Regions from separate parts of the Zea mays genome. Here region 2 is linked to region 1. A link is a contact called in public Hi-C data. All regions are on one chromosome and are shown on one strand. Each heading gives the region's core, a stretch centred on a gene start, on an enhancer-like site or on the middle of the called end of the contact. The rest is flanking DNA. Distances are from core to core; before and after follow the strand shown. Region 1 holds the start of LOC100275199. Region 2 overlaps LOC100277914.

Region 1 (4,017 bases), core at 1,137-3,636:
TGCGTCGGCGTCATGGGGCCGGGCGCGGAGCTCTACGAGGGGCTGGGCGGCGAGGCGGCGTCGTGGGGGCCGGGCGTCGTGGGAGCCGGGCGCGGCGGCGTCGTGGGAGCTCTGCACGGCGGCGAGGGGCGCGGGAGCTCTACGGTGTTGGCGTGCGGCGGCGCGGCGTGGTGAAAGAACGGTTTGAAACGAGCGAGAGAAGGCTGGGTCCGACGATGTAGGGCTTTATTTTCGTCGGCCTCAGTGAGGCCGACGAAAATACTGGTCGGTCAACGACGTATTTTCGTCGGTTTGGCCTCGGCCCACGAAAATAAAGTTATTTTCGTCGGCCTAGTGGCCGACGAAAATAATAAAACATATTTTCGTGGGCCTGCCGACGAAAATATTAATGGGCCCACGAAAATACGTTTTATATTCGTCGGCCACTAGGCCGACGAAAATAACTTCCTTATGTTCGTGGGCCGGCCGACGAAAATATACCGGCCCACGAACTTTTAGGCTTTTCCTGTAGTGGAATCACCCTGAGAAGTTTATGAATGTTTTGTTGGAAATTTCATTATATTTAGCCCCGTTTTTTCCTTCATTTTGAGGAATTGGAATCTAACTAATGGAGTAGGCTATTTTTTTAGAATGTGACATTCCACAACTTTCCAAAGTTTATATATAACCCTATCTCAAATTCCTGAGGTGAGAGATGGAAATTGATTCTGTAGATTTACATGCTACCTTTCTAATGTACAATTTATAACACACTCTTCTACTTGCTTCTCTATAGCATAAATATAGTGTATAACTATCTCTCTCATATGATTTAGGATAATATACAAATATAATACATATACAAATATATTAACTTAACTAGTTTTGTCTAAATTATGATTATTAGAATGGAATTCAATTCCAACAAAACATACAGGCCTTTATAGAAAGTCTAGGATCACTTATTTTGGATGTCTAAGTCTGTAGTTATGAATTTTTGAAGGAGTCTAAATCAGTCCAAATCTAGACAGAGCTGTAATTTTAGCACTAATTGACTTTGCTAAGTGTTTAATCACATTGATATTACAATACCAAAGTTGTAGATCATTTCTTAGGCTTTCCAGAAAGTATTTGCTCACTATTGTTGGATGAATATCTTTTGAGTAATGATTGAAACAAGTAACTGTTGTGCTGCTGTCCTAAACATGTTGGTTGTGGTTGCTCTACTATATTGTCTTGCTTAAGTATGATTGATAGTCTTACTTTATAGTGTTTATGGTAATAGATTCAGGTAGTTGATGACATGTTACCATTGTCTTATACTTGTGCTGCTAATCTTGAATATTACCGAATAATTAACCTCATTAAAGTAATATAATATGTAATTATGATTAAACTACCTCCTCCTACGTGTTCTCTTTGGTGTATGCTTGCATTAGAATATTGTGAAGGATTGTAGAACCCGATTAAGTGATTATTTCTTTTTAGCTAAGTCTGCATATAGGACCTGTATATATACCTTAAGGTTTGTTCGTTTTGCTCTTAATATTCATGTGAATTGGGTGGGATTGGGTGAGTTTGAATCCCAAACAAGTCAAAATTTATCACAATTTTTCCAATTCCATCTAATCCACATGAAATAGGAATAACCGAAAAAAGCCTAATTTGTACAATGCACTTATACTCAGTTTCATGATCATATTATGAATAATGTACGCGTAGACGTAGTACATAATTAAAGTAATAGCTCTGCTATAGGTCGTCGTATTTACCTGTGGTGTGTGTAATTAATCAACTTTTTTGGTAGCAAGAGTATACAGTGCATTTTCAATTCATTTCCGAGAGCACGTATGTAGGGGCCAATCATACACTAGAAAGAGAGAGGAAGACGACGTGGGGCGCGCGCGACCGATGGTCGACCACACACATATATGATGCACGCGCGCGCGCCGTGCGTGCACGTACGGTGGTGGATATCTATCGATCATCTGGAGGCGAGCATCATGGCGACGGTGCATGATCCGGCGGGTGAGGCTGACGGGAAGGGCAGCGCGCGGCGACCGTGGTGGTGGCAGCCGATGAGGTAGAGCGCGAGGCGCTTCTTGGCCCTGCGTAGCAGCAGCAGCTTGTCCTCCCCCCACTCCGTGACGGCCGCCACCATCTTGCTCTTCCACCGCCTGCTGCCGCAGCACTCGTCGCCGTCGGCGGCATCCTGGCCGTCCTGCTTGTCGTCGTCGTCGTCGTCCCGCGAGGGCGACCAGTCCCACTGCAGCGGGTAGCTGCGCAGGAAGACTCGCCTGGTGCTGTAGTCCTCGTAGCGGAAGCTCCTGGTCAGCTTCGTTTCCTCGCCGGCCTCCTTGGATATCCTCCTGTCCGTGTGATGATCCTCCATCTATCTGTCCTGGTTGGTATGGCCGTGTAAGGTCAGGTGTATATATGGGCTCTTCCTTGGATACACCAGAACAGATTTGAGCTCGTCGCCTTTTGGTTCCTGTATCTTTTATCTCTTGTTCCTTTTCATATAAAAAGGGACAGACAGAGAGAGAAGCAAAACAAATTAAGATTTCTCATTGTGTGATGGGCATGGCACGGAGATGCTTTGCATTGTTAGAGTAGTAGTCTCTGCGAGAGGAGGAGGAGGATTTGCTTTACCGGTAAGCTGATGGCGACTCGTGCCGCATTATTTAGTTGCCTGATGAACATATGCGACGACCGTCCAGCTTTTAATCTGGTGCCCGGCCCTCATGTTCGTGTTGCCAAACCGGATGCTTAGCTTACTGGTATGTTGACAGAAACATTGAGACCGGCAACAAGTGAGCTAGCTCCACGTCAGCAATGCTTGCCACTTGTCTGCAGCTACAAGAAAAAGTGATGAGCTGTTCTTCCCGTGTCGAACTACAACAAGTGCAGGGAGGTTTAATCTCCGCCCTGTAGAAAAAGAAGATAAAGCAAGGTAATAATGGATGCTACGTCATGCATGGATGGGCATTCAGTATCCTAGTAGCTGCTTTTTTTCGCTTTGGCAAATCCCGTGGCTCTCCAGGTCGGGCTTTTCGGCCGGGGGATAGCGTACGCACATGCCCCTGCCGCTGCTCCATGCGGAGAAACTAAAGCAGAGGTCTGCGTGGTGGCAAAGCCGTCCATGTCTTTTTTTTTAGTTTCTGCAGTCGAAACCATTCCGATCCTTGTGGCCTTTCTTTTTTTTTTCTACTCTAATTTTGATGTACGTGTATGTATATAGTGTTGGACTTATCTGCCACGGTGATTAACCTCGACAGCAGCATGGCTGTCCGTTCGGATTACGGAACGTACGAGACAGCGACGGGGATATGAGCTGCTGCTGAGACTTACCAGGATATGCGAGCTGAGTCTGCCTACCGTGTCTATGGTTACAGCCACCCTATCAGCCGAGAACAGACCTTTTTTAAAAAAAACTTGGCAAAAGATTCGATTGTCAAATTTAGTAGGCATATATCCATGCGTTATTACGGGATCAATATAATAAAATATATTAATATATAAAACACTAATTATTATTCTATAGTTTTATCAGCATTATTAAAAATAAATATTTATATATCTTAAAAGATATAGTAAGGTGCAACGACCGACGGCCCAATCGAGCCTGTTGGGCACGGCGAAACCACGCCCAAATCGCGGTTCCGGCTATCTCAGACTCGGTGTTTACCTTTGTCTTGAGCCTCTTTGTGTTCTCCGCAGAGAAATGGAAGAAACATTCCTGCACCAGCGTGTACTCGGATGGCCGGACGATGTCCTCCAGCTTGCTAAAGGGTAGAGGCATCTGTCCAGCACTGGCGGCTGTGTCCTGTGTGGACAGCGTAGGGAGGGAGGCCACGAGTGCTTCCATATTCAGCAGCCCGCCGTTCAGCAGGAACAAGGACAACACGACTGTTGGTGACCTCAGGAGCCATGGCATGAATGAATTTGGTGCATTCGCCATTGCAGCTGAGAGTGATGGCGGGCTTTGGACTTGCAACACCGTCTACGATCTCTGAGGCAGCGAGACAGCCAGCAGCC
Region 2 (4,017 bases), core at 866-3,365, 200 kb before region 1:
GCAAATTTATAATCAGTTAATAAAAAGTGGGGAAATGTTGCAAGGGTACAAACGTCTTTTTGTGGACTGAATTAACACCGTTAGGACTTGTTTGCGAGATGGGGATTGAGGGGGGGCTAAAATTCATTTCTGTTCAATTTTGAACAAATCCTCTCGTCTCTCCTACGACAAAGCACATGTCTAAGGTCAACCTTGGTTTTGGTCGGGTTCAAGGTTCTCATATGGCCTATGGTGCCGTTGTGTATGGTCACATGAGCTACAGGGCTGATGTGTATGAGTGGGGCAGTTCGAGGGTTTTCTCGACCTATATTTCTTAATTCAATGTTCGGGACTATCTTACCTCCTAGGCCGAGTTTTAAAACTCCAGAATCAATTTCTACTATATTGAACCATACCAAGCTTTTATGCTGGTAAATCTGCTCATCTGCATTTGTGTTAATTAAAGGAAATAGGGGTCCCTTGATGCAATTTTAATGCGAAAAATAATATACACGTTGTTTCAGTGACAGCACTATGCCGTTGATGTTTTCTAAGGCTTTGGTATCTAACTCAATCGTCAATCCATGTGTGTTTGGGTGGATTCGTGTGGATTTTAACTCAATTCCACATCATAATTCTATATCAATCCATCCCATCATATATGGATTGAGATGAATACATGGATTGAGGTGTTTACATGGACAAACCCTAAAATGTAAAATGTGTTGTCGTTGCTGGATACCAACTGTACAACATTTATCATCATATATGTATTGAGATGAATACATGGACTGAGGTTTTTACATGGACAAACCCTAAAATGTAAAATGTGTTGTCGGTGCTGGATACCAACTGTACAACATTTATCTATCTAGACTTGGTACTTTGGGGTATTTATAAGTTCACATTTAGGGCTTGTTTGGGAGCAAGGGTAATGGAGTGGATTGAGGGGCTAAAATCCCTTACTATTCAAAATTGAGGCGGTGTTTGGTTTCTAGGGACTAATTTTTAATCTCTCCATTTTATTCCATTTAGTCCCTAAACTAAAACTCTAGTTTAGTTTATTTATTTAGCAATTTAAGGACTAAAATAAAATAAAATAGAGGGACTAAAAATTAGTCCCTAGAAATCAAACACCCCCTGAATAGTAAGGAATTTTGGCCCCCTCAATCCACTCCATTACTCTTGTTTCCAAACAACCCCTTAAGGCCTAGTTTGAATACTTTGATATTAGAGTGTTTTGGAGGGATTGGAGAGGGTGTAAATCCCCAATAGATCAAATACTCTCTTAATACATCTCAATCCACTCCAATCCCACTCATTACTAGAGTACCTAAACTAGGCCTAATTTGTTGTATGGGTACTCTTGGGCTAAATTGAAAAGGAAAAAAAGATGTTTGGTACTGATCTTACACATATACCATCTTATTTCAGAACTTGGGTGGAAGATGAAGCAGCACATGTCCATGAACGAGCTGAGACACTTGAGAAGGCTTTGAGAAGATGGCGAATCCCAGAAGATTGATCCCTCCAAACTAACTGTGCTTTGCATTGGTAAAGTTTTGTTCAAAGTTTTTGGAGCTCATTGGCTCCAGAGCATCTACCATCTGAATAATTCTCAATAGAATGGAATGGTTGTGCCTTAATGTTCCTTGCGATGGTTTATTTTCCTTTAGTACATCTTGACATCTTGTCCACATTCTGAGGGAACACTGGCACCTGGAAACCTTTTCCCCATACTTTTTCCGCAATCAATGTAGATATTTTCATGCCTTGGTGTTTTAGCTGTTCTCATCAAGTCTAAACTGGATCTTGGTACATTGGTGTATAGTTAAGTGAAACAGTGCAGCTTGGAAGGATGTTTGCCCCTTCCAATTTTTTGCTATAGTCTTGTCTTCAAGAAATTAAGATACGGTAGCTGGTCTTGTTCACTGTTCAAGTAGACAAACATACTAAAACCCTAAACCCTAAAACTGATTCGACAAAACTATGTATACTTATACTCGCTCTCCCTCTTGTAAATTGTAAGTTTTTTTTATAAAGATAGATTCCTTTTGATCAAGTCTAGTTAGGCTACCCGCGACGCTTCCCGCGGCTGCCCCCCCCCCCCTCGCAATAGGCAGCCGCTAGACGCCGCACCACTGCCCCCCTCTCCTTCGCTGGATGCAGCGTGCGCTCGTTTCCTCTCCCTTCTGCTGTGTTATGGGTCCGCGATTAATTGTTAGTAAATGAAAAATTGATATGAGATGAAAAGTAGGTATAGAAAATGATATTTTATGGTTGTAGTGTGGTATATGGGGATAAAATAGGGGGAACCGCTGCTGGAGATGAAAAAATAGGGGATGAAATGTTGATAATGTGACATAAAAAAATTATATAGAGAAAAAAATTTAAAGGAAACCGCTGCGGATAGCCTTAGAACCCTAGAAAACAAGTGTATCACCCTAGGCTTGGAAATGGAAGGGTAAAATTTTATTCTGACTTAATCGTTTTTCACATTTGATGAAACTGTTTTTGTAGTTGCGAAAAAGAATTTCGGAAACGAGGCAGAAACGTGAGTGTCTACCTCACTCGTTTTTGTGGATCCATTTTTAGCTGGGTTACCTATATTTATCCCGTATTTAAGAAACCAAAATTGTCTTAATATGCATTGGTGTATTAGCTAAAGTTTATCAAAATTGTCTTAATATGTATTAGTGTATTAGCTAAAGTTTATCCTGTTTTTAGCTGGGTTACATGTATTTATCCTGTATTTAAGAAACCAAAATCGTCTTAATATACAATAGTGTATTAGCTAAAGTTTCACATCGTGATAAATTATAGCACAAAATGTCATTCTAGCCATTCACTCTTCTCAATGTCAAGTGGTTTAATGGCTCAAAGAACAATGACCATAGTATATGTACACCACTGACAAGCAAACAACAACAAAATGTTTTCTCTGTATCTATTTGTTTTATGTTGTTGCTCGATGTAGGTTTTTCCATCCATTTCCTTTAGTTTTTATCTCTATTAGACCCTCAAAAAATAATCGGGTCGAATTTCTTGTTCTCTCCTTCGTTCTCCTAACTTTTTTCTTCCAAATATTCTCTCTCATAGTTCACCGTCTTGCCCATGAGTCCATGGGCGCGACGACCACCATGTTGGCAGCAGGTAGGCCCATGAGCCTAGCGACGAAGATGTGTATCGTGGCGGTCGGGGAGGCATGCGAGCCCTGGTAGCTTGATGACCGGCGAGGTGCTAGCGTAGCGTCCTCACCTACTCCCCACGAACCGCGCATGCTCATGCAGCCATCTTAGTGTTCTCCATGTGTTTTTCCCAATCACTATAACAATCTACCAAGTAGATTGGAACGTGGCTTGTCAAAGAGTTGATGAGCACTAGAGGCTGGTACAGTGCAGGATGAGGCGGGTTGTTAGTCAACCTACAAATTAGTTTAATTTTACAGGTTACAATAAATAAGTTTAACTTTGTGAGTTACTGTAAATTACATAAATAAGCATATTTCTAGGATGTGAGGACCACCTCCTATTCCAACAAGTAATTAGACTTAGGACATGTTTGGAACCTCTAGAGATAATTGTTACCAACTAAAATTAGAGTTCCAAACTACCTAACTAAAATCTCAGCTAATCATTAGTTGAACCTTAACTAACAATTAGTTCATTAGCTGGGTTTTTTCAATGTAGACGACGACCTCCACTCGACGAAGGGGTACTACATAAAACCAATAGATTCAACCAACCTATTGTTTGGAGCTCTCAAATATCCCTTTGCTAATAGTTAACTGGACTTAGGCCCTGTTTGACATGACTCCAACTTCAAACTCCAGGATGGAGTTGAGTTTAGCCAGCCAAACACCCCAACTCCACAATTTTGTGCAGCATCATAACTCCATGGAGTTGATCCTGGATTTTAGAGCACCTCTTTTCTAGCTCTAAAACACCCAAAACTGGACGCAAACATGGAGTTCTATATTATTTATCCATCAATGCCATCCATTACAAAAAATATTTAGTTTCTAACCTATTCTCCATT

The links. A called contact is a pair of places that touch in the nucleus more often than the background predicts.
Region 2: a Hi-C map of tassel shows a contact between it and region 1, with 4 times the contacts expected there. The contact joins the enhancer-like site here to the promoter of LOC100275199 in region 1. A contact is called at or near these places in 4 of 25 Hi-C or Micro-C datasets (ear, leaf and tassel).

Annotation. Positions count from the first base shown.
Region 1 is chr9:49,599,900-49,603,916 of Zm-B73-REFERENCE-NAM-5.0, reverse strand. It overlaps LOC100275199, which reads right to left and starts at 2,386. Exons shown (of 1, transcript NM_001149347.1): 1 at 1,705-2,386. The coding sequence starts at 2,371. The coding sequence ends at 1,964.
Region 2 is chr9:49,797,704-49,801,720 of Zm-B73-REFERENCE-NAM-5.0, reverse strand. LOC100277914 reads left to right here. Exons shown (of 10, transcript NM_001279425.1): 10 at 1,414-1,767. The coding sequence ends at 1,504. Among protein-coding and RNA genes, the nearest start is that of LOC100277914, 27 kb to the left of the region's middle. Within about 2 kb of position 2,115, at least 6 of the 20 cell types and tissues checked have an H3K27ac peak or open chromatin away from gene starts, as enhancers often do. A contact at or near this core is called in ear and tassel, where this site is marked.